2 separate regions of the Mus musculus genome follow, and region 1 is linked to region 2. The links are chromatin contacts, called in public promoter capture Hi-C maps. All regions are on one chromosome and are shown on one strand. The core of a region is the stretch at or near the end of the contact, and the rest is flanking DNA. Distances in the headings are between cores, read along the strand shown.

Evidence for each region. Promoter capture Hi-C pulls out the DNA fragments that hold promoters and counts their contacts.
Region 1: a promoter capture Hi-C map of liver shows a contact between it and region 2, with 7 times the contacts expected there. The contact joins the promoter of Tmem247 here to the promoter of 2010106C02Rik in region 2. A contact is called at or near these places in 7 of 39 promoter capture datasets (the 3T3-L1 cell line, the HPC-7 cell line, hippocampal neurons and 3 more), 6 of 484 Hi-C or Micro-C datasets (the G1E-ER4 cell line, cardiomyocytes, cerebral cortex and 3 more), 3 of 115 datasets of contacts at active chromatin or transcription factors (astrocytes, bone marrow-derived macrophages and stem cell-derived neural progenitor cells) and 1 of 9 other capture datasets (liver).

Annotation. Positions count from the first base shown.
Region 1 is chr17:86,915,878-86,920,136 of GRCm38.p6, forward strand. It overlaps Tmem247 (transmembrane protein 247), which reads left to right and starts at 1,471. Exons shown (of 3, transcript NM_030104.1): 1 at 1,471-1,704; 2 at 2,374-2,709. The coding sequence starts at 1,588.
Region 2 is chr17:86,284,687-86,288,999 of GRCm38.p6, forward strand. 2010106C02Rik (RIKEN cDNA 2010106C02 gene) reads right to left here and starts at 2,492. Exons shown (of 3, transcript NR_045435.1): 1 at 2,215-2,492; 2 at 1,513-1,609; 3 at 481-762. All of the region lies in intron 1 of Prkce (protein kinase C, epsilon), which reads left to right.

The DNA.
Region 1 (4,259 bases), core at 221-2,720, 630 kb after region 2:
TAGATTTGAATTCTATTTCACGCCATAGCAAAGTCCCAGCACCATCATCTTCATCATCATCATCACCACCACCACCATCATCACCATCACCACCACCACCATTATTACACTAATTGTGGTGGCAATCATTCCTTAGTCCTGTATGGAATACATCATTTCCTTTGTTAGTACTGCACTGTAGTGAGTTGTCTTTCTCACTTTTCCCATCCATAAGTGAAGGCACGAAACATCAGATTCATAGAACAATTCTCTTGGTCACACAGCTGATAATAACAACCGAGTCCGGACTCAAATGTAGCATGCTCTCCTTCCACACTGTGACCCTGACTCCATCTATTGAAAGGGTTTTGTTAAGTGTGTTTTTATAAACCCAAAGAAGACAAAGTCTACTTCCGGTCTCCCGGCATCCTCTCCTCCACTACACACTCTTCCTGGGATTTGCAGGTCAGGTCATACTCCTTCCCCAGGGAGAGGATTTCTTGGATCGGGTGGCTCAACCAGCTGATGCTGACAGTCGGTGTTCGGAAGGCTAGGCATTAGGATGAAAGCAGCAGCAGTCTTTTACAACGCGGAGACAGAGGCTCTGATCCAGCCTGTAGTCATTCGCTGTGCGCTCAACATGACTTGGGCCAACCCTAGGGTGCTTCGTCGGCTGAATGGCCGTAATTTATAGGTCTATTTCTGAAGGTGTTTTTAGAAGACATTAACCTTGCAGGAAACGGAGTAAGAAAAGCAGACTCCCACCCAGTGTGAGTGGGCCTCGTCCACCGAGATCTTCAGTAAACCAAGATAGAACGGAGAATGAGACTGTGGGCTTTTTCACCTCTATAACCTCTCGAGCTGATTCCCACGTTTCTTTCCTGTCACCTGTCACTCTGTTTCCCCAGGGGAACCAGCCCAAGGTTTGTCGCGCTGTGTCGGCACCGTCTTCCCTCTGGCTCATTGCTGCCCTCTGCTAAAGACACTCGTCACATTGGATTCAGACTGTTGTCGTGACATCATTTCAAGGCGGTCATTTCCATCAAGATCCCACCTTCAAATACAGCTACATTCTGAGGCATTGGGGTAAGACTTTAAGGTCGGGAGAGGAAACAAACTCACCCCAACATAAACTCACTCTATTTAAAGGAGAGCCCAGGAGAATGGGTTTCCACAGTTGGATTCCGGCACCATTAGGAGGCGCTCTGGTATTCACGAAGCCCTGTGGGTAAGAGCCCAGCCTTCACTGGGGGTAATTTTTTTATTACATATATTTATTTGGAGGTGTGTGCTGTACACACACACACCACAGCGTGCGTGTGGGCAATCAGTTCTCTTTTTCTACCGTGTAAGCCTCGGGGATTAAATTCGGGTTCTCAGACTTGCCGCAGGTGTCCACACCGCTGAACTATGTTGCTGCCCCTCCACCTTCTGTCCTCACCAAGACTCCTCAAAGGTGTCACAGCCTCTCCCAAAAGTGCCCTGGCAACTGGAATGTGGCCATTATGAGGATAGGGATTGTGATGGTGGTCAGAACCTGGTGAAGCCAAATGGTATTGTCTTAAAAGATGTCCTGTGGCCCTGGTCCGCAGCACGGTGGTTATCTGGATGGCGATGGAGGACAGGGAGGTGATGGAAGCCCGAGGGGCAGGAGAAAGCTGCCCCACACTCTCCAAGGTGGCCCCTGTTGACAGCATGCCTGAAGGCAAGCCAAAGGCCTCTTTGGTAAGAGGACCCCTCTCTTGATTTGCCCCATCCATCCCACTGGGGGTCAGGGGTAAGGGGCTCTAAGCCTTAGAGTCTGCTCACATGTGCTAGAAGATTCAGTTGACAAGAAGAACAGTGTCCCCTATATCCCTATAACTGGTTCCCAGCTGACACCGGGAACCAGAAAAACTTTACAGGATTGTAAGGTTGAGTGAAACTTTGTCTCTGTCTCTCATTTGAGGCCCTTACTTCCCTCTGTGGACAGGACACACACACACACACACACACACACACACACACACACACACACACACACACAAACAAACATATACATATATATGTGTTGCTTGGTTCTTTCAACACCTGGGCTTCTTCCTCACTCTGGAGCTCCTGAAAGATCTGTTGTCTGACAGTTAGGTGAAGGGTGGGGGATGGGAAAATGACCTCCAGGGTGATAAAGAGTAGACCTGAGCAGACACCTTCCTGATCCACCAATGCCTCACAACTTTTGGGCACTCGCCCTTCATGGGAGTTCACCTTCCCCTGTTATATACACTTCTAGCAAACACCCCGTCTAGGTAGTCTTTGCAACACACCCCAGGCTCCTGAAGCTCGGAGCAGAGGGTGTGGTTGTAGGGAGCCCCACACTGACTCCCCCATTATCACCCCACTTCTTCTCCATCCCAGGATGCAGAAGTCCCCAAACTAGAACTGCCTACCCTGGAAGAGAACGGGATCTGTGAGGACAGAGATTGTCCGGGGCCCCCTAGGTCATTGCCTCCAAAGTCCGGCCCAAACGCCAAGGGTCAGGCTGGCGATGGACCTGGACTGGAGTCCGTAGAGCTGCCCCTGCCCCTGGAGACAGAACACCGCAACGCGATGGAGCTGGAGAAGGTGCGCATGGAGTTTGAACTGACGCTCCTCAAGTACCTGCACCAGGAGAACGAGCGGCAGAGGCAGCATGAGGAAGTGATGGAGCAGCTGCAACAGCAGCAGCAGCAGCAGCAGGCTTTGCCTCACCAGGTAGCAGAGTGGGCTCTGGGCTGTGGCTGTACTGGCTTGGCTATGCATCTTGTCTGCTGGTCCCAGGTCTGGCTGAGAGGTGGTGAGCATCATGTAGCTGCCTCTACCCACTGGTGCCTGGATCGGTTTGCAGGATGGCCTGAGACCACTGCCCCTGTGATTAGCTTCCCTGCTATGTTAGATTCAAGCCTCTAAAGAGAGTTGAGAGTAGAAGATATCCTGAAACCACATCCTCTACCCAGAATCCCTTTTGATGGTCTCTTCGTGTCCAATACTCATACTATGACAGGCTTTCCGCCACTGTTTTTAAAAAGTTATTTTAAGATTTATTATATATAAATCTGTGTTCTGCCTGCATGTACACTTGCATGCCAGGAGAGGGCACCAGATTGTAGGTGGTTGTGAGCCATCATGTGGTTGCTGGGAACTGAACTGACCTCTGGAAGATCAGCCAACCCTCGTAACCTTGGAGCCATCTCTCCCTCCCCTTTCCAGTACTTTTATTTCTAAGATGTGCCAGTCGTTCCTGTCGCCTGACTATTGAATGATAACAGAAACCTATCCTTTTTTTATCCGTTTTCTCTGTTGGACACATGACCTTACTTATTAGAACCAACCAAAGCAACATTCTCTTTACAAGAAATAGATGCTCAGCCCCTACCATGCTACATGGAGACAAGAGTGCTCATCTGAGGGATGGGGTCTAGCTCAGTCTGCAGAGTACTTGAGTAGTATGCATGAAGCCCTGGGTTTGGTCTCCAGCATCAACTAAACATAAGTAGAGGCAGAATAATCAGTTCAAGGTGACATGGTAAGTTTGAGGCAAGACTGGGCTATGTGAGACCTTGTTTTAAAAGAAAAATTGGATGGAATGCCACCTGGGGTACTTAACACTGTGGCCAGACTATTCTAAACACCCTGTGATGAAAGATGTCACCACTTAAAAGAAGTGCCTCCTGGTCTCTGAAGTCATAGGTTCTGGGTAAAAAAACTCAGGCGCTAAGATTTTGTTTTTAAACCACTTAACCTTGAACACATTGCTACTCCCCCTCGAGCTTTGGTCTGCTCATCACTAAAGTAGAACCTGTCTCATGGGTCACTGTAAAGGATGAGAGAGGGAGTGCGTGGACGCTGCTCTTCAGTGGACCAGCACATGAGATAAGCGCTCAGTAATCGCTAGCTATTACCATTTTTATGAACTCACGCAGTTCACTGCTTGACCCGAGTGCAACGACTTCCATTCATCACTTCTCGGTCTCCTTGGGATATGATGCATCAGCCCCACTTCCCAGCTCTGAGTCAGCCTGGATTCTGAGAAGGTTGTCATGATCTCAGCTACGGCTGTAACTGTTGAGAAGGGTGTGACCTAAAGTTAAATCCCATTGCAGATCTCACTGCAGGTTATCAGCGGCTCCACCCATCAGTGCCGCACCGATACATTCTCTCCTGCTCACAGTTCTGCAGCATGCCCAAGAAACCTGTCCTGAGCCCTGTGTCGGGAGGCTTCCAAGAATAAGGAACTGCACTACCTGAATCATTTGTCTTATTGA
Region 2 (4,313 bases), core at 1,242-3,741:
AGATCCCAACACTTGCACAAATGCTTAGGGCATTGTGGACCTGCAGCCATGTGTGTAGCTGCTCTGGCTTCCGGGGTGACTTATAGTTCCTAATTCTGAGTGCAAAGCATGGCCAGTGGATGGAGTGACAGAAGGACACTGCCTCCTCAGTATTTTGTCCTCCCAAGAGCTCTTGGTGACATGATTCCACAGTTTGACAGCAGTGGAACCTGGGAGCAGGGGAAACCAAGCAGCTGGTTTGTTTATGCCAGTAGAAGCAAGTGGTTAGTGGGTAGCAGAACTGGTCTAGCATCCAGAGACCTGGTACCTAACTCAATGTTTCTTCTTCAGAAAGCCAGAGATCACAGTAAAAGTACCAAAGGGGGAGAGAAAACAGGGAGTGTCGGGCAGGAAAGAAGTGGTGGAGCTGGGGAGAGATTCTGAGAGTCTGACGGGGATGTTCAAGGGTCACTATGAGAAAGAAATGCAGGAATGATATTTCCTAGCAATTGCAGATTTTATTACCCCATCCTTATCTCTCTCAATTGCCTTCCTAGTAGGTTGACCTTATTCTCAGCTTTGTCCTTGATCCTGGCTCTTCCCCAGCAAGTTTGCAGCCACTACCTGATGACTGTGCTTGGAACAGTTAAGTGGCAGCAGACAGCTTATTGGTGGGTGAGTTGAGTATTTGCCGTGTGCTCACATCACATAGGGCCAATCTGTGGCCTCTGAAGAACAGGCTTTGTGTAGAGGAGGCCATCGTGGGTCTGCGGGGGCAGCAGTCTAGGGAATAAGAATGGAAGTCTAAGAAAACAAGTGTCACAACATCTCCAGCCCTCCACTCCTGACTCCCCTAGTTCCCTGCTGTCCGTGTTCAGGTGTGCTCTGGCTGTGTAGGACGAAGGAGGCCGCAGAACCCCCAGCCTCTCAGGTAGACTTTTGAAGGCCACGATCCTGAGACGATCTGCCTCAATCCCTAAGACCTGCAGCTCTCACACTAAGCTCTTTGGCAGCTGGGGCCAGCTGGAGTCTGTGCCACTGTCCCCAGGAGAACGGTCCAGGCTGCTAAGGATGAAGCTTCTTGGGAGTGGGAGTTGAGATCCCGTCCTTGTTTGCTCCTCTTGGTCAGGCAAGTGATTTGGGGTGAAGATAGCGACCGAGGCAGCAAGATTCGCTGCTCCTTGTGCTTGAGGAGCTTAGAGTTCATCACTGAGGGAAGCCAAGGTGAGAACTGAGGCAGCCACTGAAGCAGAGGCTGTGGAGGAATACTGGATATTGGCTTACAACCCCTTTCTTATACAGGTCAGGCCTACCTGCCTAGGGATGACGCTAACCATCCCCCTATGATGCCATAGGAATGAGGCTGGGCCCTCCTGCATTAATCATCAAGAAGATGTCTCACAGATATCCTTATAGGCTAATCTGATGGAGGCAATTCCTCTATTGAGATTCCCTCTTCCTAGCTATGTCTAGGTTTATGTCAAATTGGCAAAAACCAACTATTGCATCCCCAATCTCTCTCTCTCTTTTCACCTGTGAGATCAGATCACTTAGAAGATGAATCCACTGCTTGGGGCTTCTTGATACAGTCATCCTGGAGAAGAGGGCTTTGGCCTTGGGCACGGTGATGCTTCAGAAAGACAGGGAGAAGAAGATTTAGATGCTCCTTCTCCTGCGCCCCACTGCAGCCTGCCTCGGGTGGCTCTGCAGATTGAGCACTCTTTTTACCTTTTTAAACCGTGCTCAAATGTCACAGCTGTCTGTCATCACCCATCTCCCTCTTCTGATGCTGTTCATCTAGGGGCTGTCTACACTGCCTTAGAGAAAGGAGCCCTCTTAGAAAGACTTGAGGCTAGAAGAAGAAGAATCTTGTCGCCTGGACAGTCCAGGGGACAGGGTCCTTGGTTGGGTTGTATGGCAGGGAATGCCCTTGCCTTGGTTGGAGTTTTAAATGGCTTCTGTGCTTCATAGACTCATGAGGATGAATTGGACTTGGTCTGGTCATGAGGGTGGCCTTAGGATGCCTTTGAGCGTCTAGCCTTCGACTTTGGAGGCGTTTCTTAAGCACGTCAAGTTATGAACACAAGACAGTGCAGAATCCCATGGGACAAGGGGAAGGGACTACGTAGGCAAGCTTGGCATGGTCTCAGTGATTGCATTCCTGGCTCTTCTGTTTTCCAATCTCCTCCTCTCTTTCCTATCTCATGGCAAATCACCCTTCTCCCTTCCACTCACCTGACTGTCTCTGATCTGGGGTGAGCAGAATGTCAGAAGGCAGGCATGACCCTGTGTGTGACCTTACAGAACAGGCAGTACGAAAGGTGGCAGCCAGCCAGGGCTGTTTTCGAGTCACAGGCCCAGGGAGACGGTCAGGCCTTGGCTTCTGGAACCATCTGAACTCCATCTCTGCTTCCCGATCAATGAATCCAGCCAGGAGTCCTGGTCACCCTGACTCTGCCTCCCTCCCAGAGGGGTCCACCCATGTTGCATGGGGCCAGCACACCCTTTCCCATGGGCTTCAGGGCCCTAGCTCAGCTCCGCCCATTCCTGAGGCTGTCTCCAAGTCCAGGGGAAGCACGGTGACACAGCCCCAGCAGGGTGTGGTAAAGGAAGTTGTTTTTCCTAATGGTAAACAGGATAGTAAAGCAGCAATAGGAATGGGGACACTTCACGCTTTTCCACAAGTGGGACCCTCTGAAGTCTGGATGGTCTGGTGGCACTGAGTCCCAGGAGCTCAGCACTGAAGGAAAAAGGAAGGGGTTTTGAGATCCCCTTATGGGGCAGTCACGTTACTCACTCTTACTTCATATGGTGGTCCTTTGATTCTCATAGTCTGGGTCGTAGCCCCTAGGTACTCATGAGGAACAAAGGCTTATGGACTTTAATTAAGTCGTTCATGGTCATGGGGTATATATATCTTGCTAATGAGGTTACCCTGTGGGTGTGTGTATGTCTGCACATCTGCCTCTGTCTCTTTGTTTCTCCTTGTCTCTGTGTCTGTCTGTCTCTGTCTCTGTCTATGTCTCTGTCTGTCTATGTCTCTGTCTTTCTATGTCTCTGTTTGTCTGTCTCTCTCTTTTCTCTCTCTCTCTCTCTCTCTCTCTCTCTCTCTCTCTCTCTCTCTCTCTCTCTCTGTGTGTGTGTGTGTGTGTATGTGTCCCTGAATGGAACAGATGTGTAGACATAAATTCCATGCAGATGTTCATATCAATGCTAACAGTATTTGAAGCTAATGAAATTCCCCTACCAGCGAGAATTTATTCACGCTTCCCTGAGTGTGTGGGAGCATGCTATGCTTGTTTCTTTGTTTAGTTTTGTTTTTGAGACAGGGCCTCATTGTAGCACAGGCTGACTTGATGAGAGTATGGAGCTAGAGCTGGCCCAAACCGCAGGTCTTCCCGCCTCCCTTCCTAAGTGCTGGGGTTACAGATGTGTGCCTGTGCTTGCCTTCTGCAACATTTGAAAGTGAAGTGACTTCCTCAGACATTTCTGTGTGATTGTCATCACCACATCTCCTCGGAGGATGGAAAGGGGGGACTGAAGTGCTTCCAGATTGGGACGCAGAGCACCAAAGATGTGCACTCAGATTCTGAGCTCTCCTTCCCAGGCCACAGTCCAGTCTGTCACCTTCAGTGACAATGCAGTGGCCTCCTGACTGGTCTCTGCGTCTCCTTATGATCTCCTGCTGCCCCAGCAGGCATCATCTCAGGTGAGTCATTTATCTGCTTGGGATCCCGTGGTGTGTGTGCCTTCATTGAGGGAAACAAACAAAACCTTTACAATAGTAGGGCGGGGCCAAACTACTGTGCCCATCCCCCAACCTTACAGTCATATTTTGTAGTTTTGTTTTCCAAAACAAAATTATTCTAGTGGATTCTTGTTCAAGGTAGTCTCCTGCTTTCATGGTAGCTCTTTCCTCATTCAGGACCACTCCTAATCTGACCACTTCCTTCAAGGCTTTGAGCCAAAGACCCCACTGCTAGTGCCCACCTGCTCATTTTAGAGAGCATTGTTCAGATCCATGAGGGCAGAGGCAAAGAAGAGGCAATGGAGTGTGAATTCATTCTTTTAACATGAGGAATTAATGTTCTAAATCATGGAGATTAGCTATACCATAGGAAAAATCATCCCGGCCCACGGTGAGGCTGTAAGGTCACACTGTCTAGTGATGTCACTGCTGTCACTTTGTGCGAGCACATTACACAGTGTTTATAATGATGATAGAGTTGCCACGCTGTGCAGCTCTCTGATCATAGTCTATTGTTAAATGTTGACACATGATCTCATTATGAATTGACCAATCAGGGACATGAGTATGGCCTAGGAGCCGTGTG